Linked DNA regions of Mus musculus: all the other regions are linked to region 3. A link is a contact called in public Hi-C and promoter capture Hi-C data. All regions are on one chromosome and are shown on one strand. Each heading gives the region's core, a stretch centred on a gene start, on an enhancer-like site or on the middle of the called end of the contact. The rest is flanking DNA. Distances are from core to core; before and after follow the strand shown.

Region 1 (2,700 bases), core at 91-2,590, 3.4 Mb before region 3:
AAATTACTTTTAAAATGAGTTGTGTGGTATCTTTTGTTTCTGACTCTGGCATTACAGTGGGTGGCTTTTGTTGTTTTTTCCTTCATTGCTAGTGATTGAACCTAGGGCTTTGTGGGTGCTAAGCAAGCACCCTTTCATGAAGGTACATCCCCAGCACTGAGTGGGCCTTTCTGTCTGTATTATTGTGAGGGTCGTCTGGAAGTTAAGTTTGTCTCAAGTGTAATACAGTTCCAAGGCAGATGAGAGCTTATAAAGATGTTTGGATTGCCTAGCATTCGTGAAACCCTGGGCTTGATCATCAGTGAGTGAAAATTGGGAGGTGGAGTGGGGTGGGGGGGTAAATCTTAATTTTAATTCTTTATTGGATAATCACATTATTAGATGACCAACTTCAGAAAAAATATAATGTCCGTTTCATAAGTTATACATTATGGACCTTTAAGATATAAAATTTTCCATTTAATTTTGAGCCTTACTTTGAATAGAATTGACAGGAATGACTTATGTAAATTCTGCCAAGTAATTTATTTGTGTCTTCTATAATAAAGCACTGTCATTTATCATCAAAATGCTTTAACTTACATGGATGTTGGCATTAACAAGTGCTGTTCGATCAGTGGCATCAAAAGAAACTACACTCAAGCTTCCTGGGAGCTCAGTGATGCCTGTACTGTAAAAATGCTTTCTGTGGGCCATTTAACTGCTGGCAACTTTAGTTCACATGATTCCTAGTGCTGAAAATTTAAATTTGCTCTTAATTGAAAAGTGAAGTTATTTAAATTCTTTAAATGCTAACCTTTGGAAAAAATATCTGAAAAATAAAAGCCCATATGATTTTGATGGCCCACTGCCAAAAGATTATCATTTACATAAACGTCTCTTTTAACAGAAGGGCTTAATGCATTGAGCTCAAAAGGTTAGAATAGAGACTCCAATCTGGAGAGCAGCAGTAGACGTTTGGCTTGTGAACAGCCGCATTGTTCGCCACGCTGAGAACACTGTTCGCATTCAGGCTGAAAGCAACGCTGGCATTAGGATTCGGTTAATTTGTTTCATGTGACTTGTCAGCTGTGTGTTTTTATCTAAATCTTCCTAGCCTCTTCTTTTTGTGTGTTACACTTCTGAGAAATGAACTGCCTTTTTAACTGTTTCATTTCTAGTGTTTTTTCTACGTTTGCAAATGATACCATGTGATCGTTTTCCAGGTTTTCATTACTCATTAAATGTACTTAATAATCAGTGAGGATGCTGTTTTACTTTATTGAAAGCAATGGTATCTTAAAGAGCTTTGTGCTGTGTGCATGTTTGAGTCTGTAGCAGGAGTCTGTGAGACTCACACAGAACTGCTCGCCCTGTTTTCTCACGAGCACCCATTCTTTCCTTGTTTGCTAATTTTGTTCTCTGGATCTTCCCTCAGATGACTTTTAATATCTGGCTACCAGCCAAGTACTGGGTCTCAGCAATAAAGTGCTGATCCCAAAGAAAAGATGCAGCTGTTGCTAATCTTAGGGTTCCATCTCACTTGGGAAGAGCAGGCAAATGTTCTTTCCCCTAAAATGGAGCCCTAGTGCCACCCAGGAGCACAGGCTCTTGAGTAACTGGCCAGTGCTGTGAGGAGAGCTTCTAGAGATGCTGTTACCATAGGAAACGTGTGCGGAGGCTGTGCGGTCTCATGGCTGGCGTTTGCCTAGGTCTGCAGAGCTGTCCTCCCAGTCAGAGAGGTGGCCATGCCACCACTAGGCAGGTTTCCTCCAGGTTCATCGTGGTCCTGTTACTCTCCTCCTCACCTCCCCAAGTTCCCTGGGAACTGTGATCTGCTTCCTTCACACTGGCCAGATTCCTTACTTAATATAGCTGATTATGAGGTTTGCCCCTGTCAAGTTCAACACAGTCTACTCCCTTTTCCTGTTCAGTTGTATTCTGTGATATCAGCCTCCATCCACTCTGTACCCATCACTTAGTGGACACTGGCCCTTCTCCCAATTCTCCTGTCCACCTGTTTGAGCATCTCCGTTGTGGTTTTCATTGCTTTATCTCTGGAGCATTCGCTCACACATCTCAGATCAGCTTACTTACTCCCTGGTGGTTAGTAGGGAGAACCCAGAAGAACTGGAACATTCTGGCCATTTGTTTACTTTCAAGACAATTTCATATTGATCATTGTAACATTGTCTAGTAAGTGTTTTTAATGACTAAAATTCACTTATTTTTACATTTGAGAATTTCTGATTGATTCAAAATTATTTATGGTTTGAACTCATATAAATATGAGTTTATATATATACACACACACACATACATACATACATACACATACATACAATAAAAGAGTACAAATATATTACTATATTTGATTGACTAAATCTTATCCTTTCCAGGCTACCTTCTGTGTTTTATCATATCTATTATACAATAAGCATATATTAGTTTTACAATAGAAAATAGCCTTTTATAAAGGAAAAAAAACCTGTGCTGACACTTTTTTAGTTTGTGTGATTTATTTAAAAAGCTTTTTCCCTGGGGGAGGGGGGGGGAAGAGCCACGGTGTCACATTGAAAAATCCCAGGTTGGGCCCCCAATGGAGGAGCTAGAGAAAATACCCAAGGAGCTAAAGGGATCTGCAACCCCATAGGTGGAACAACATTATGAACTAACCAGTACCCCGGAGCTCTTGACTCTAGCTGCATATGTATCAAAAGA
Region 2 (2,722 bases), core at 80-2,579, 3.3 Mb before region 3:
CTTCCCAAACCCAGTCTCCTATTTGGATCTCTAACAGCCCGCTCACAGGCGCCAGTCTGCTTCTTGTAACAATTATTTGATTGAAAACAGCCCTTTAGTTAACAGATATGGAAATCTGGATCCCAGAGCACAGGGGTAAGGCTCGGGGTAGCCGTCTTCAGCTAGCCAGAGAAATCTCAGAGGACTACAGTTTTGGGAAAAGAGAATCACTATGGAATTTGTGGCGATAAGATTAATTACAGCTGAGGTTACCACCTCAGTGTACCGCCACTGGGCTCATAAAAGTCAGCCACACTTGGTCCTGACACCTTCATAGTAAGTTACTGGCATTTCTTTTCTTTCTTTTTTTTCTTTCTTTTCTGTTTTTGTAAAGGCAACTGTTCTGTAGTCCTGAGCAACCACAGCTACAAGCCCCTTCATGCCTATGTGGTAAGTCAAGCGGCACCCGTAACACAGTGAAGTAAGCATGCATTTACCAAACCAAACATTTAACAGACACACAAGCACATTACCGAAACGCGCACACAGGAGGCACCCGCAACACTCACCATTTATTTAGCCACAGAGTACTTTGCTATCATTCGACATAAGCTCAGAAGGGAATTCAGATGCCTGGGGAGAAAGAGGATAAAAGGCAGGATATTAGGTAATCTTAAAGGAAGGTAGCCCCCCTCCTCCTTTCACAAAAGTGCCAACAAGTCCCATGAAACAGGATCATGCTACAGCGCAGATCCAGATGCAACCCACACAGAACTTATAAGTAGCGATTTCACATGACGCTCAATATACAGTTTCCTCAAAAATAAAGTTAATGAACCTGTCTCTACGATGGGCTTTAAGAGTGACAGCTCGGGAGACCCGGAGCGTCTGGGCAGTGGCGTACTTGCAAGCTAGTCTCACCTGCAAGGACAGGATGCTGATGTCCGTGTTCAGGGTGGTCAGCGGCGTCCTGGACGCCTGGTTCTGTCCAGGTCTCTGGTGATGCAGGCTGACGATAGTGGGATGCGAGTCCAGGGCGATCTGCAGGTCCAAGATGTAATCGATGACGTGCTGCAGGATTTCCATCTTGGTCACCTTCTTGTTCTGGGGGATGCTGGGCACCAGTTCCTTGAGCTTGGAGTAGCAGTCGTTCATGTTGTAGAGCAGACTCATCGGGTCGTCCACCGGGGTTTTGCTCCGGGAGATGCCCAAGCTGTGGTCCGACAGGCTGTTTTTCCTAACGGACCTCACCGGACTGAAGGCTTTCATGCTGCTCGTAGGAGGAAGACCGGGAGGGAGCCGCCACAGGGGGCTGAGCTGACTGCGCGGCACCAGGCTCGGTTCAGAATGAAGCGCGAGCCGGGCGGGGCGTCTTTTATGTGCACTCGCCCTGGCCGCTCAATCGGGCATCCCTGAATTGCCATTGGTGGAAGGGCTCCCGTCCATCATACCAGGCGAATTCTCCCATTGGTGAGTATGAGCTCTCGGTTCTTCCGCGTTCGCAGCCAATGCCTGTAGGGTGGGAGGAGCGGGCGAGAGCCCAGCTGGGGTGGCAAATTGAGTACAGTGTGCGCTGGGCGCCCAGGGGGCCTGAGTGTGCAATTGTGCCCGCCTTATTCCAATTCCCAGAGCTGGCAGGACCCCTGCCCCGGGGGTGTGCCCGGAGCTAGCTATACCCGCCCCCAGGACTTCCAGCAGCCCCACTCTCTCCGCACAGCAGACGGGAAGTCACAGGTCGCTAGCGTTAGGGAAGACAGCGACCGTGGCAGAAGGGAAAAGAAGCGCGCTTTTGGGAAGTCACATTTGTAGTGTTCCTTCTTTTAAGATAAAGGAAAGCTATTTGGGGAGGGGGGGGGAACCTACCCACATACACGTCCACGACAGGTTTAGCGTGAAGCTTTGCAACTTGGAGCAACGCGGGAGGCCTTCTCGGAAACTCAGTGACACGAATTGTAGGAACACTGTGCGGTCTCCCTCAGACCGCAGAGGAGCCCCGAGGGACCCGGTGCATTCGGAACTCCCCCCACCCCCAAGAATGAGGCAGGGTTACTATAATGACTCCATTAATCGAAGGTCATTAGTGGGGTTTGCACACTGGAACTACATTTACATACACTGCCCTTGGTCTGTGCCCTTCAGTGTAGGTGGCAAAGTGATGCGATTAATTATGCACAAATCGTGATTTCTGGTGTCACATTCCAACACTTAGAGCTCTTGGGAAGCTCTTTGTCAGGTAGGTGGTCCTAGCTATTGACTGACAGCTTATCGCTGTTTTTAAAAGAAAATTCTGTTACGTACGAGGTTTGGAATCTTTCAGCACCCTTCCTAGATGCAGCCACATTTTGAAAAAGTTTAGAGCTCTTGACTCCAATGCTTTAATTCTGAATTCTTGTTTTGCTGAAGACTACCATATATTAGTCGTGTATTAAAGGAAAAAAAATATTTATGTTAAGCCCAAGAAAGGGTTTTTGGTCTGAATCCCCCACATCCTCTGAATGCAATAAAGAGGAAGAATGCAGAATCCAGGCAAAGCTCTGTGTGGAGAAACAGTATTTTCCCTTCAATTAATGATTAATTCCTCAGCTGGTGGGCCAGGCGGTCTCTGACCTCCACGTGACAGCCATGTGCCCCAGGGCTTCTCTCTAAGGAGGCAGAGTCCGGTGATGTAGAGGCGGTAAAATCCGTCCATCTCAGTTTGGAGACTGCAGAAGGACTCTGCCCTGCAGGAAAATCTGCGCAAGGC
Region 3 (2,727 bases), core at 193-2,692:
GAGGAAGGAGGAGAAGGCAGAGCTGGGAGGAGATGAAGTTTGTAAGGACATGTGGGAGATGGTATCTAGAATGATTGGAGAGGGGAATGGGGGTATATATTGTTGCACAACATTGTTTAGTGTGTTAAATTGCCAAAGAATAAAGTTAAAATGTAAAACTCAAAGGACCTGGGCCTTTGGGAGATGGCTTGAGTAGGCAGGAACACTTGGTCTGCAAGCACGAAGACCTGAGTAGAAATCCCAACACCCAAGAAAACACTAGGCTTTGCTAAGTGCACCAGTAAAGCCAGCATTGTAGGATCCCAAGGATCCAAAAGAAGAGCTGTCAAGACAGCCTGAGCTTCTGATTCAGTGGGAGGCCCTGCCTTAATAAAAGGTGATAGCTATACAGAGAGACCCTGTCAGAAAGAAAGAAAGAAAGAAAGAAAGAAAGAAAGAAAGAAAGAAAGAAAGAAAGAAAGAAAGAAAGAAAGAAAGAAAGAAAGAAAGAAAGAGAGAGAGAGAGAGAGAGAGAGAAAGAGGGAGGGAGGGAGGGAGGGAGGGAGGGAGGGAGGGAGGGAGGGAGGGAGGGAGGGAGGGAGGGAGGGAAGAAAAGGAAAAGGTGAGAGAGGAAAACAGCCAACTGGTCTGGCATCCATATGTGCCTGCACACACATTCGCACATCCACATGCATGCAACACACACACAAACACACAGAATAGAGCTGAAGTGGCTAAACTCTCAAGCTCCTTCCAGCCTTTAGATTGTCCCTTTCTAGGTCCCAAGGCACTGCATGAAAGCCACAAAGAACAAGCACAAGCCTAGGCAGTCAGAGCAAGGCTCAGCCCAACCCATCTTTAAGACCCTTCATGCTACCTTAAGGTGCCCAAAGCACAAAGGGAAGAGCCGAGGGGAAAACGCGTATCCTGGGCCATTTGATCAGCTCAGACTTCAGTTGAAAGCTCTGAGGCATTAAGGAATTTCGATTGTGACTTAGAATTCCCCAGCAACTCTCCAAGAAGGATGGGGAAACTGTCTGGGTGTCCACATGGCATCTGGAAACCCCAGAAGTAACCAGCAGTTTGGGCGGCATTTACTATCAGGGTTTTCACTGCCGCTTCCAGGAGCCTCCCACAGCACCGACCACAGGTAGGGATCCTCCCCAGTGCCTACCGTCGCTTCCTATTACAGAGGTGTCTGAAACCGCGCTCTCCTGTGGACCAGCGTCCAACAGAATGTTCAGTTTCTAAGGCAGAGTGAAAATAAATCTGTTGGTGACAGTGAATGAAAATTTCTCTAGGCGAGATAAAAAAAAAAAAAGGAAATAATAAAAAAGAAAGAAAACACAAAAGCTCTGCATGTAGATTGCAGAAAGGAGAAAAATATTCTGAATTGTGAGACTTCTGGGTTTTCCCCTTCCCAGGAGGAAATGGGCTACTTAGGAGAAAGCTCCTCAGAATGGCAGCACCTGGACCACTTTCCAGCCGCTTTTGTCCTCACTAGGAAGGGGGCGGGGAGAAGATGCGTTCGTGGGGAAACATTGCCATCCAGTGGTCAACTTGTGCATTGCCCGATAAAAACAGGAAAGAAAAAAAAACGCTTGGTGACATTTTGTCAGTCAACTGATAAGTGCTGAGAATACTTGTCAGATGTCAGGCTGAGAATACTTGTCAGATGTCAGGCCAGATCATTGATACCACCCTTCAAACCTATAGGAATTCACACACACACACACACACACACACACACACACACACACACACACACACACACACACGGCACTCTAAAGGCTCCAAGGAGCGAACCAGCTGTGTGAATAAAAGAAGCAGAACTCAGAGCTGCTCTAGGACCCATTTGCCTGGCCATGTCCCAGAGACAACTGCTCCCAGTCACCCTGAAGGGTTGGTGCATGGTGATTCAGATGAGGCGGCTGCAAACAGCAGTTTCCACAGTACCCAGAAATGGGTTTTCCCAATTTCTGTTTGTGCCATGTAGCCTCCCACCGTCGTGAAGAATAAATATGCTTCCCTAGTTCCTTTATAGATAGACTTTGGGACAGAAGTCCAAATAGAGGGATGGATAGACTCACTGTTCCTCTTGGGTGATGACCTCAAGTCCTCAGCCAAGTCAATGGCCTTACGGAGGACGGGAGACCTACCTAGCTTATCTTTTCTTCCAGCTCGGCATGAGGGCTGAATGAGACATTGACTTTACTCTTTTTCACTTGGAGTAACTGACCTCTCAGACCAGCCTCCAGGTTTGGATTTCTCATCTCTTGTAAGTGATGGGTTTTTGCCTCCCTCCCCCAGCCCACTCTCCGCAGTTAGGACGGTACAGTTCCCCTTGATGATCTGGATGTAAATTCCCCCATCTACACCTACAAGGTATCATATGGTCAGAAGTCAATCTTTAAGATCATATCAACCACCAGACCCCCCAGAACTCCCAGGGACTAAGCCATCAACAAAGGAGTACACATGGCTCCAGCTGCATATGTAGCAGAGGATGGCCTTGTCATGCATCAATGGGAGGAGAGGTCTTGGTCCTATGAAGGCTCGATAGATGTCCCGTGTAGGACAATCAAGGGTGAGGAGCTCGGAATGGGTGGGTGGGTGGGTGGATGGAGTAACACCCTCATAGAAGCAGGGAGAGGGAGGATGTGATAGAAGGTTTCCAAGAAGGAGAGAAACCAGGAAAGGGGATAACATTTGAAATGTAAATAAAGAAAATATCCAATTTTTAAAAAA

Evidence for each region. Promoter capture Hi-C pulls out the DNA fragments that hold promoters and counts their contacts. A called contact is a pair of places that touch in the nucleus more often than the background predicts.
Region 1: a contact with region 3 is called in a Hi-C map of cerebral cortex, with 5 times the contacts expected there. The contact joins two enhancer-like sites. A contact is called at or near these places in 4 of 484 Hi-C or Micro-C datasets (the G1E-ER4 cell line, cerebellar granule neurons and cerebral cortex).
Region 2: a promoter capture Hi-C map of hippocampal neurons shows a contact between it and region 3, with 12 times the contacts expected there. The contact joins the promoter of Id2 here to the enhancer-like site in region 3. A contact is called at or near these places in 1 of 39 promoter capture datasets (hippocampal neurons), 15 of 484 Hi-C or Micro-C datasets (the G1E-ER4 cell line, the N1E-115 cell line, adipose-derived mesenchymal stem cells and 9 more) and 1 of 115 datasets of contacts at active chromatin or transcription factors (embryonic forebrain).

What each region holds. Positions count from the first base shown.
Region 1 is chr12:25,033,206-25,035,905 of GRCm38.p6, forward strand. The region is part of intron 22 of Kidins220 (kinase D-interacting substrate 220); the gene reads left to right. Among named protein-coding and RNA genes, the nearest start is that of Gm36236, 59 kb to the left of the region's middle. Within about 2 kb of position 1,341, at least 70 of the 459 cell types and tissues checked have an H3K27ac peak or open chromatin away from gene starts, as enhancers often do. A contact at or near this core is called in cerebral cortex, where this site is marked.
Region 2 is chr12:25,094,763-25,097,484 of GRCm38.p6, forward strand. It overlaps Id2 (inhibitor of DNA binding 2), which reads right to left and starts at 1,330. Exons shown (of 3, transcript NM_010496.3): 1 at 901-1,330; 2 at 549-612. The coding sequence starts at 1,248. The coding sequence ends at 556.
Region 3 is chr12:28,431,124-28,433,850 of GRCm38.p6, forward strand. No RefSeq gene overlaps it. Among named protein-coding and RNA genes, the nearest start is that of Gm25564, 82 kb to the left of the region's middle. Within about 2 kb of position 1,443, at least 68 of the 459 cell types and tissues checked have an H3K27ac peak or open chromatin away from gene starts, as enhancers often do. A contact at or near this core is called in cerebellum, cerebral cortex, cortical neurons and 4 more, where this site is marked.